Linked DNA regions of Drosophila melanogaster: region 2 is linked to region 1. A link is a contact called in public Hi-C data. All regions are on one chromosome and are shown on one strand. The core of a region is the stretch at or near the end of the contact, and the rest is flanking DNA. Distances in the headings are between cores, read along the strand shown.

Region 1 (5,848 bases), core at 1,118-3,617:
AGTAGCCGTGCAGATTGGCGTATTCGCTGGTGTATGGCCCGTAGAGCCACTCCTCCAGCTGGAGCAGCACCGCCTGGTTGATAACGGGCTCAAACTTGCGGGCGAAGAACAGTGATTTCTGCTCCGTGGCCTGCAGCCTGGGCCAATCTTCTGGCTTAAAGTCGTTTGGACTGCATCCGCACCAATCCACCACATGCTTGTACTGGCATTTGCAACCCTGCTTCCGCTTCCAGTTGGTGACGTGCAGGTTGTTGTCCACATAGCTCGTGCAATGCTTGGTATTCCTGAGGACCGTGTGGAAAAACGATTCCGCCGGCAGGAGCGTGTGTCGGAAGAGCTTTAGAAGAGCCTGCAACAACTCATCGTCTTCCCTGGGATGAGTAACATAGCCCACAAAAGGTCGTGATAGCGCCACCCAGTCACTGCCTCCGTCCACTTGAATGCCAGCTGGCAACTTCCGATCTCCTATTCTCCACATGTGCGTGTCGCACTCGACGAACGTCTTGTCCAAGCCCTGCTTCTGGATGAACTTCTGTGTCTCCCGGCCGTGGCCCTTAACAAAGTTCCTGCCAGGATTGGCGCTCAAGAAATCCACCAACTTGTCGAGGGTCTTCACTGGAAAATCACTTTCGCTAAGGTTGATCACAAAGTCCCAGTGCCAGTTGGACTGCAGTAGGTCCTCCATGCACTGGAGCAGCATGGTCAGGAGAGAGGCTCCACCCCATATGGTGGAGAATCGCTTCCGAGCCAAACGTATGTTGGGGAACTTTGACTCCAACTCCAGCAGCTTTCGGTACAGGTAATCTTGGCGCTAATAAAGAAACAGACTGTTAAATTGAAGTAAACCAAATACTACGAGTATGATACGCATATCTTTTTAAAAGCCGCACAACGCACACCAGCAATTTGTAAGTGGGCTGGGCAATTAGAGTACAATGTAAATTAAATGCAGTGCTGATTGTGCACTTGACAAGCCAGTTCAAATAACCAGTAACTGTGTATGCAGTTCAAGGCATGTCTGAAATAGCTTGCCGTCGACGTACCATAAACATCTCAATCAGTGGCCAACTATTTTGGCCGCCAGTGTGTTAAATTGTGCAAATTAGCGCAATTAATCGCGCGCGCTTTAATTGCCGAGTTCCGGCCAATGACCCACCTCGTCCACATGGATGTAGTAAACGTGCTCCGGTGCATAGAGCGCCTTCAGAAGTCGGTGCACCTGACGCAGCGCTCTTCCGTTGAGCGTCAGCAGAAATGCGATCCGCACGCGCTTCGTTTCCTCCGAAGGAGTGGTGGCCGCCAGTTGAGCGGTGAACTCTGCAAGAGATGCAAAAATTTTCAAATATACAATTTAAAGATTATGTTACCAACTTAGCATAAGCATAAATGAATGTAGATTCATAATACTCCACACTCACTGGCTATTCCGGTCTCGTATATGTTCATGGCATAGAATCCGCCGCAGATTTCCTTGGCGTTGCCCAGGCACTTGGTGTTGCAACTGGAGTCCGGCAGCTTCGACGCTTTAGGAGGCGGGTCGTAACCGCAGAAGCACTCGCGACCGTACTGCACCCCTGCGTACGGGTAACCGCTTTGCAGACATAGCTCCACGCATTTGGCCGGAGAATTGGAGGTCTTGGAGCTGCTGTAGTAGCCGGCCAGAAGGCGGCGATCTTTCTCATCCTTGAAGCATCCCAAAGAAACGTTCGCCGTGTGATTACCAGCTGGACAGCTGCTCCGGAGCTGCGGCGCATAGAAGCGTCCGGCTTGGATTGCGCAGGCGATCTGCGCGATATGTTCTCGACAGTCTTTCGTTTTGGCGCGCTGCAGGGCGGAGATGGCCTCTCTGGCGAGAATGTCGCACTCTGGCTGGAAGCCCAGTTGCTGGGCAGTAAGCTTGGTCCTGGCGGGCGGTTGGACCCGTGCCTGAGCATGCGGAGGCGGAGGACTGGCAGGCGCTTCAGCCGCATCAAATCCGGAACCGGAACCGCCGCCTACGATGTCCAGGGACTTGTAGGCCAGGAACAACTGGATGGCCACGATAAGCAGCAGGATGAGGAAGAATGCGCGATAGCGCTTCAGCCAGCGGGCGGACACAGACTGCTCCATGGCTAGTTGTATCTCCAGGGGCTTTTGCTCCAACCTCCGCTGCCAAAGACGAGATGCTGCTCCTCTGGAATCTGGACGTGCGTGTGGGCTGTGATCCGTGATGAGCTGTGGAGACGAGGCGGGGACATGTTTTGCTCTCTAGTGCTGGCGGGCAAAGCATTTGGACTGGTTCGTCTGGCTAATTAATAACATTTTTCCACGGAAAAGTCTCCCCGCTCGAGCAGTGTGACCGTACTACGGCGGGAGGCTAAATACTGCACCCACATCGCAGCGATGGGCGCCTTCAGCAGTGATTTGATTCAGTGATTTCAAGTTTGTAAGGCGGTGCAAGGAATTAATAAAATTAATTTGTAGTCACCATTAATATATTATAATTTAATAACTCTCTTAACCTGAATTGATTCCGATATATGTGTGTGCTTATGTGAGGTGTATTTATTTCGATAGCGTGACTTGACCAAATCACTGTTACTTCAGAATTGCAGCTGAACACATAAACAGCTGTCGCAGCTGAGCTGTGTTGAAAAATTCAGTCGAAGGGAGTTTATTTGTATAAATACCGAAACAATGGTGGATCCCAACCGAAAGATAAACCGTCTGGTCGAAAGGGACCTGAACTTCCTGGAGTCCTGCGAGCTTGAGTTCGCAGACCGCTTCACTGACGACGACCCAGAGTTCATGGCGCACTGCAGCAAGCCTGTGCCGGAGCCGCCAATTGTGGAGAACTGGATGGGAGGTGGCGGAGGAGGAGGCGGCTTCCAGGGCGGAGGAGGCGGTGGTCATCCCTACCACAATCGCTACAACGGACATCGCAGAGGAGGCGGCGACAGGGGCTGGCAGCGACGAGGAGGAGCTGGCTACCACAACAACCAGGACAGGGGATTCAGGGGTAATACCCGGGAAGAAGCTCAGTTTCTATTTATAGCTTACCAACGCATTTGTTCCCACAGACAACCGGCGCAACAACAGATACGATCACATCGATCGCCGGAATCGGTACGAAGGAGGCGGAGGGTCCGGAGGATCTGGAGGCTACAAGCGCTCCCATGATCATAACCAGAGAAATGATACTCCCAATAACGAACCACCCATGAAGGTCAGACGCGACTATGGAAACTTTGTGCCTGCATCCAAGGATTAGTTATCGAATATATCAAATAAGAATACTCTGCATTACATTGAAATATTCACATTGACGTTTATTTAATGGACTTAAGACTATACTAATTCCTGTAATCCCGCTTAAACGGCCGACTCAGATATATCCTTTTGTTCCTTGTCCTCGACAGCCGACATGCCCACGCCCATGGCGCTAAACAGATTGGATACAGGACCTGCGCCGCCAACCTGCGATTGGTAGCTATCCATCATGTTGCGCAGCGTGTTTACGTTTATATTGATGGGCTCAAAGTCCTCAATGTCATCGAAATCGTCCTCGTCCGCCTGTGGAGCTGTCTTCTTCTTGCCGTGGAAGGACTTGCCCACGCTGGTCTGAGCCAACTCGCGGTCCATCTGCTCCATATACGATTGAATCTGTCGATCGAGTGGGAACACACTGCCGCCTCCAGAAAGTGCATTTAGATTACTCTCCATGTCGTCCTCGTCCGCGTAGTCGCTCATCTCCGAGGTGGAGTCCCAGTTGTCCTCGGGTATTACGAAATCCAGGAAATTCCGCACATGGGTGCTGTCCGGTTCCTCCGGCTGGATGACGGAATTGCGCTGGCACGCCTTGCGCATGGAGGGATTCTTCTTGACCTTTGCTGTCAGTCCTGTGGAACCGTTTGCCTGCGGCGGCGGCTCGTCATCGTCTGAGTCCAGTTCTGGCTCCTCGAGCCCTCGGTGCTCAATGCCCTCGTAGTTGGACTGCCGATCTAAGAACTCCGCCAGCTGCTTGGTGAACTCCTCGGCATTCATTTGTCCGTTCGGCTTGTAGAGCTTCTTGGGTCCGTAGCGATCCTGCAGCATGGAGTCTAGATCCTCAGCGCTGATATTCAACCACTCATCCGAGTCGCTGGGCTGCAGGTTGTTCTCCTCATCGCGCAGCTCCTCGGAAGCAGCCTCCGCTGGATGGAGCAACAGGTCGAGGATCTCGGCACCCGCTCTGGAGGCTGTGCGGAAACGCTCCTGGTTGCCACGAAAGTACACCTTGGCCTTGTTCAGCAGCTCCTGGTACTCGGCACTGCCCTCGATGTTGTCCCGGAAGTAGCCCTTGCTCAGCAAGCTCCGCAGATACGATCGCCAGGCAGGAAGGTCCTCCAGCTGTTGGCCCTCAACCCGCTTGGCTTGAGTGGCCAGGATCTCCAGTCCACTGGCCAGCTTCAAGCCCAATAGTTGTTCCTTATATCGTTCCGGCTCGGATACAGGATCCGTGAGATGCCAGCCGAGTCTCTTCTCGGGCAGATACTGCTGGTGCGACAACATGGCGTACAGACAGCGGGTGAAACGCACGTTGGTGCGCACGCGTGTGGCCTCCGGTGGGAAATATCGCATGGTGCGAAGTGCCTTGATGTCCAGCGAGTCCCGCTCGCAGAAAGCCCTAACCGCCGAGGAGAGCAGCCTTGGCTTCTGTTTCAGAAGCTGTGCAGCGCTATGCGGGAGCTCCAGCACCTGGCGATGAATGGAGAAGTGCGGCTGAGCGATCTGGTACTCCTTAAGCCGCGCGTCAATGCACGACTGTATCTCCTGCGAGCAGCGGTACAGGGTGGGATTCATTCGTATACGTTGCACAGCCATGGCCATGGTCAGTGGCTTGTCCTGGCTGCTGGCGGCGGAGTTCTGGAGAAGCTGCAGGTGACCACCGACCAGATAAACGCGCTGCTCGCACGTTTCCGGAGACGCCCAGTCGGGCAGGGCGTCCGCCGCCTCGATGAGCAGGAACTCGCCATCCGAATCGCTCACCCGTGCAATGCAGTCGCCGCGTGCACGTGTGATCTCCGTGAGCAGATAGACAACGAACCACTCGTCGCTGATGTTGTCGCCATAGTGGGTTACGCCGTGGAAGTGCGGTGGGAGGTCGCCTGGGCGGGGACATGGAAATGGATGATTTCGAATTGCAGAAACAAAGCTATTTATAGCACATTGTGCGCATACCCAGTTCCGCCTCCTCCTCCGGGTTTGTCTCCTCGTTCAGCAGGCGCTCCTCGGCGCCGCCCAGCCTCACCTGAAGCTGAAACTCGTCCTTGTGCCACAGATAGCTGCGCTCTAAGGACTTTTCCCTTACAATGGCCGAGATCTCGTTGCGGATCTGAAGCATCAGTTTGCGCAGCGCGCCCTCATCCTGTACGTTGTCGGGGATCTTGGGAAAGATGTAGTACTCCACGAAGTCCTCCTCGCGGACGAACTCCAGATTGCTGCCTGGAATCTTGCTCATCCTTTGTCCTTTTGCTCCTCCTCCTTTTTTTTATTTGTTAGGGCGTTCGAGGTGACACTATCGACATGAGTGCGTGCTTCCGAACTGACTATCGTTCAAAGAAGTTCGTTCACACTGGTCGCGCAGCAGGGTTCCGCTTCAGCAGAGCGGTGGAGGACGTGGCTAAGCGCTTAGCGGTGACCCAACCCATTCCCGTTATTTCTCTCAGCGATTTTTTATGATTGAAGATTAGGTATGAACCGAAGATTAGGCATTAAATTCCTTTACTAAAAGTGCATATTTACAAAAGCTAGCGGTCAGTTTTATTGAAAGAAATGGTATTTAAATATTTACTCGAGAGCACTTTAAAGTGCTCTGAATAAGTCGGCC
Region 2 (5,848 bases), core at 1,935-4,434, 110 kb after region 1:
TTGGTGCGGAAGATGTTCAATGATGGCCTGGACTACCTGCTTGACTTTGTCCTGGATGACGAGGAGGAGAAGCGGAAGTGGGAGGAGAAGCAGGAACGTAAGAAAAAGCTGAAGGAGCAGCAAGAAAAGGAGGAGGCGGGAATGTGGAGCGATGAGGAAGAGGATAAGGAGGACAGGGATGAGCCCATGGATAACTTCTCAGAAGATGACAGTGGCTCTGAGGGTGAAGATGATGATGAAGACCTAACTGGAGAGGAAGAACAAAGCGAGGAGGATTCGGAGCAGGAAGAGAATGCACCTAAGAGTGAGTACATTCATCGTTTAGAGTTTTTCATTTAATTAACGAATTAATTACAGTTAAAGAGGACATCTACGGACGCAAACGCGACGCCGAGGGAAACATCCTGCCTGATCCCGTGGAGCTCGAGGCCTCAGCCGCCGGTCAAAAGTACATACCGCCACATCAGCGAGCTTTGATGGCAGCCAGCGCGGGATCAAGTGAAAAACAGGCAGAGATACTAGCTCGCCTTCTAAAGCAATGCAAGGGTCTGCTCAATCGTTTGTCAGAAGCGAATCTGCACAAGATTGCCGCCGGCATCGAGGAGCTGTACATGAAAAACTCCCGCTACAACATGAACGAAACACTAACCAAGTTAATTCAAGAAGCCCTTCTCGGCTACACGCGAACCAACGAGCGAATGGTACAGGAACACATGGTGCTGCTGGCCTACCTACATGCCCAGGTTGGCAGCGAGATTGGAGCGCATTTCCTGCAGACTTTTGTGGAGTTATTCGATGGTTATGTCAAGAACATCGCTACCCTGGAGGTGGAGGATAAGCAGCTGAATAACCTAGTACTGGTGCTCTGCTACATGTACCTCTTCAAGATCTACGAGCTGAATTTGCTGATGGAGCTCATAGGCAAATTGTCAGATCAGCTTTGCGAGAAGAGCGTGGAGTGCCTTTTGCTGATCTTCCAGTCCATTGGCTTCCGGCTGCGCAAGGACGATCCACTGGCCTTTAAGACCATGATGCAAAAAGTTCAATCGCAAATTGCTAGTGCCCCACTGGAACTGAAAGAGAATCCACGCCTGCGTTTCATGGTCGATATTCTAAATGCAGTCAAAAACAACAATATGCAAAAGCTGCCGCAGTATGATCCCGAGTTGGCGGAGAATCTGCGAAAGCGTTTGAAGGCCATGCTGAAGAATGATCGCTACGTGGTGACTCTGAACATAACCCTGGAGGACCTCCTGCGTGCTGATAAAGTGGGCAAATGGTGGATTGTGGGCTCTGCCTGGACGGGAAATCTGGATGAGATGGGATCCGCCAAGCAAAAGCAGGATAAGAACTCATCGAAGTCTGCCAACGGAGGTTTTGCGGATCAGCTACTGGAGCTGGCCAGAAAGCAGCAGATGAACACAGCCGAAAGGAGGAATATCTTCTGCATCATCATGAGCGCCGCCGATTATGTGGACGCCTTTGAGAAGATTCTGCATTTGTCTCTGAAGGACCAGCGAGCGGTGGCCTACGTGATCATCCATTGCGCTCTGAATGAGAAGCGTGCTAACCCCTATTACGCTCATTTGGCACTTAAGTTCTGTCAATTCAACAGAAAGTATCAACTGGCTTTCCAGTTTGCCAGTTGGGACAGAATCAATGATATCGAAAAGCTTTCCAAGCCGCAGATTCGCAACCTGGCTAGTTTTCTGCAGCAAGTAATCCTAGCTGCTGGTCTGCAGCTGTCAGTGCTCAAAGTAGTCGACTTTATGCAGCTGGACAAGCTCAGCTTTTACTTTATGAAGGAAGTGATGGTCAGGCTGCTTTTGGCTAACGATGAACGCGAGATTTATCAGACGTTCGAAAGAGTTGCCAAAAACACCAAACTGCAGCAGTTTAAGCAAAGCGTAAGGCTCTTCCTGCAGCATTTTCTTTTGCAAGAGGAACAGCTGGACAAACTTAAGCTGAAGGACGAGGATCGACAGCTTCTGCAGCAGCGCGTTGATCACATAGACAAACTTTTAGCCTATGTGGACCTGTAGTTATAAGTTGTAAATTTGTAAAATATTCATAATGAGGATGCTATAAAACAAATAAAGGACAAGTTTTTGTAAAATAGGAAGGCATGTGTAATTTATTCCTAAGGCAAAAATTAACAACTAACATAATAAACTAGTCGAAGCTTTGGAGGAGATCGCGTGCCCGCCGGTACTGCGTGGACTCGATTAGCTTTCGCCTTTCCGCCTCGTCCTCCAGCTTTTCGCCCTCCTTGTCCAGTTTCTGGATCACCTCCTCGGCCAACTGACTGATCTTTGAGCGCGCTGCTCCCTGGGAACTGGCCAAATACTCCAGAGCAGTTGGCCACAGCTCGTCATCCAGTTTCTCCACATCAAAGGCGGTTTGTTGTATGGAAATCTGTCGCAGTTTGTTGAACTTCCAATCCTGGCGGGATTCCTTCCATTTTAGAAGATATTCCTTGTTGACTTTGGCATCTTTGTTGGAGCTCTGACTCTTTTGGGCCTCGAGGCGCTGCTGGTGCTTCTGTTTCTTCTTTTGGCGCACTGTAACCACTGCATAAGCGTTCTCCGGACGAGCTGCTTCTTTTAGTTGCGCTGCTGTGGGCTGGGAGTCCACATCGTCGTCTTCATCCGAGTTATTTTCCTGCGTTTTGCTGCGTTTCAGCTTTTTGGTTTCGTTGGCATCCTGGACTTGTTTTCTCTTCTGAGGCTTCTGAGGAAGACTTTCATCGCTTCCACTGGTGGCCACCTGCTCCTCCGCTTGGTTTTTCCTGCTTTGTTTCTTAGTGGCCGATACTTCTGATTCTTTATGCCGCCTCTTGGCGGGTTTATCTGTAAATGTTGGACATGTTACACAAAGCCGATATAGATTTGAGCTGAAACACACCTGTTGGAACCTCCTGTTGATCTACCTGTGGAGCTAGAATTAGACTTTTGTTGGCCACCTCGTCGTCGCTGGCCGCATGCTCAGGGTTCTTAGTCACCTCGTGCTTGCGTTTTTTGCCCTGGCGCTTGACCTTTTTCTCCAGTTCAGTGCGGGCCATTTTAGAAGCGTGTCGTTTAAAAATTAACTTTGTACACCAAGGTTATTCAAAAGAAAATTTAAAAAACTTCTTTAGTTACAAACAAAATGTGTTTCTGTCTGGCGTTGCCAAGCTGGGCCTGAATACCGCTGTTAGCCAACACTGAAAAGTGGGCTGCTTTCGCAGTCTGGCACCAGACTCACCATATGACTAACCACAATCAATCTGGCAACGGCGCCAAACAAATGCCAAATCTTAGCTTTCGTTTAACAATAAATAATCAAAACAAAATAAGCAAGCTATAAATCATAAAAAGTGCATTTCGCGTGTGTATGGGCAGCGCCTATGCCATCCCACCGTCTCTTTTTAAACGAAATCGCGCCAAAATCAACGAAATACGTGTCGTCCTAAAGGCGCGTAAATAAAACCGGTGTGATAGTTGTGATTAATTAATGTAAGAGTGATTAAGTAGTTAACTAAGCTTTGATTAAGGTATAGAGCGGTATTAGCCATATTACAGGTAAGTCTATTGCGAATTTGTACATATACCATTTTCAATCCGCGGCGGCAACAACAAATCCAGCCGGCAAAATGCAACTGTTTACTTGCGCGTGTGTTTGTGTTTTCGGCAGTGCGTGCGCGTATGTGTGTGTCACCGGCAAATAAATATGAAAATTCCTGTTTATCGGTTTTAAAACGACGAGGAAATATCCAAATGTAAATTTAAAAGCAAGGAAAGGCGACATATTGATGAAAGCAAAGGCGGGTGTCCTGCAACAGCTGTTGTTTGCTTGGTGGAGTGGTCGCAAGGTCCTGCGTTCCGGCTGCATTTTTCAAGGTACGTACAAGTGTGGGTGTAAGTCGCCATCAAAACTTACCGTTATAAGTTAAGCAATTACACGTTTTACCGCATTAACTTTGATTTGCGAGGGCGGATTATCATGTTTTCAAATATACATTCCAAAAGAAATTAATTGTTAATGAATGCTTGTCGAACAAAAAATATCTTTAGGTGGGCAGAACTGAATCCATGAAGAAGTTATAGTTGAAATTAAAAATTTTCTATAAAACACATATGTCGAATTTTTCTAAAATATATATCCCGGAAATATTTCTTTCAAAAATTCCTCGCCAATTGGGATTTTCCTTTTAACCGCTGAACGCCGGCGCGCCTTCCACACAAAAATCATTGTAAACAAATTGCAACGTCGAAATGTTCACACATAATTTCTTCATTATGCTTTGGCTCTTTGAGTGGTTTTCCGGCATGGGCTAAAATAGCATTTTCCGACTTTTCCTCAGTTTTCCGCCCATGTCGAGTGAGAGAAAAGCTCTCACTCAGGGATCGCCTCAGAATTTGTTGGCCATTGGATTCCTCCGCTGGCCATTCAGTTCTGCTTTGGTTGTGTTCCCGGTCGCATCGCGTTTTCCCTCGCGTTTTCCGCTTTTCCGTCGCGGTCTTCGGTGGCTTTCCACGCGTTTCTATCCCAAGTTCTAAGCAAATCTCTTTCGGATCCGAATCGAAACAATCCCAAAGATATTTCAGTAATTTTTCGGTGGTGTACAAGCGTTTCGAGATATTTATCGTGAATATCTTGGCTTATTTGCCACTATCTGATTGTTGGGGCGGCATCTTTACTGGCTAATTGGATTGCCCACAGTCACAACAACAAAAGTGCAGACAGCGAGCTGTCACAACAAATAGAAAAAAAAAGAATAAGGCTAACGACTCCGGTTAACTTCGCCGGTTGCACGCGTGTGTTTCCCTGTGCCTTTCCACTAATCAATATAGTGGCATTTGTTTTGCGCGCGTTTTACTTTCTAACATACTTCGGCACCGCGGCTCTGCCCCGCGGACCCTACTTTTAACTTAACCCCCGCTGACTGCGGTTTCTGTGACAACGTGAGCGGCCTAAACAAACCCACCTGAAAGGCCAACCCCAAACGGAACGCAGGAAATATCGTCCAACTTTCTGTTCTGGAATGATAAAGCTCGGCATGTTGTAAATGCTCGACAGTACGCGCTATAAGTGTAAGTGCAAGTCAACCACCATTTCTTTTGAATCTAATACATCCTCCGCCCCCTGACTAAAGATCATAATATTAATAATAGTCTAAAAATTCAGGAACACAACTTAATATGATCCAATTTAAAATCGTCTTAGATCTGTACGCTCATTTTCTCGCTGTGCAATTTCCTTATTTGTTTATAAACATTTCGGCACATCCGTCGAAACGACTATTACATCAGCTGAGGCGAGGAGGTGTGGACGAGGTCCACTTGTGTGCGTCCATCATGATTCAGATTCTGATTCGGATTCAAATCTGTATCTACTGTATGCGCTAGCAACTTGTATCTATTTGGCAGCCGCATCTCCTGAATCGTTTTCCACCTCTGCCGTTCTACGCTGCTGTGTGTTTTTCCAATAGTTTTCCTCTAAAAATGGATCAGTGTTCGTCGGCAATTAAGGCCCCCCCAAAAATAAGATATATGTATTCGAACTAAACTCATTCGTTCGTCTAATATGAATGAATCGATGCTCCACATAAATTCTCCTGAAAGTTTGGGCTATAGTGGAATTTCTAAGGTTCTGAAAAAATCAGAAACTAATATATAAACTATTTTCCATGTTGATGAGTAATGAATCGAAGAGTATACCCTGGATTTCGAGCACATAATGGATTTCTTGCACCTTAAATGCTCTTTTGTACTTTCACTTTGCCTTGCGGCACTCGTTAAATGTATATTTCGAGCACAAATGTCAAATATTGCTTTTTAAGGGTCAGCGGCTAAGCATTTTGCTCTTT

Evidence for each region. A called contact is a pair of places that touch in the nucleus more often than the background predicts.
Region 2: a Hi-C map of the OSC cell line shows a contact between it and region 1, with 6 times the contacts expected there. The contact joins the promoter of CG15877 here to the promoter of oxt in region 1. A contact is called at or near these places in 53 of 107 Hi-C or Micro-C datasets (the Clone 8 cell line, the D17-c3 cell line, the Kc167 cell line and 15 more) and 5 of 6 datasets of contacts at active chromatin or transcription factors (the Kc167 cell line and the S2 cell line).

What each region holds. Positions count from the first base shown.
Region 1 is chr3L:2,260,297-2,266,144 of dm6, forward strand. It overlaps oxt (peptide O-xylosyltransferase), which reads right to left and starts at 2,368. Exons shown (of 3, transcript NM_139448.4): 1 at 1,419-2,368; 2 at 1,157-1,317; 3 at 1-811. The coding sequence starts at 2,109. It overlaps CG13807, which reads left to right and starts at 2,623. Exons shown (of 2, transcript NM_139449.2): 1 at 2,623-2,998; 2 at 3,060-3,319. The coding sequence starts at 2,677. The coding sequence ends at 3,250. ecd (ecdysoneless) reads right to left here and starts at 5,561. Exons shown (of 2, transcript NM_139450.3): 1 at 5,200-5,561; 2 at 3,285-5,126. The coding sequence starts at 5,479. The coding sequence ends at 3,352.
Region 2 is chr3L:2,374,372-2,380,219 of dm6, forward strand. CG15877 reads right to left here and starts at 3,185. Exons shown (of 2, transcript NM_139461.2): 1 at 2,905-3,185; 2 at 2,113-2,849. The coding sequence starts at 3,061. The coding sequence ends at 2,173. CG9004 reads left to right here. Exons shown (of 2, transcript NM_139460.2): 1 at 1-304; 2 at 358-2,117. The coding sequence ends at 2,042. It also overlaps a transcript of Svil not described here.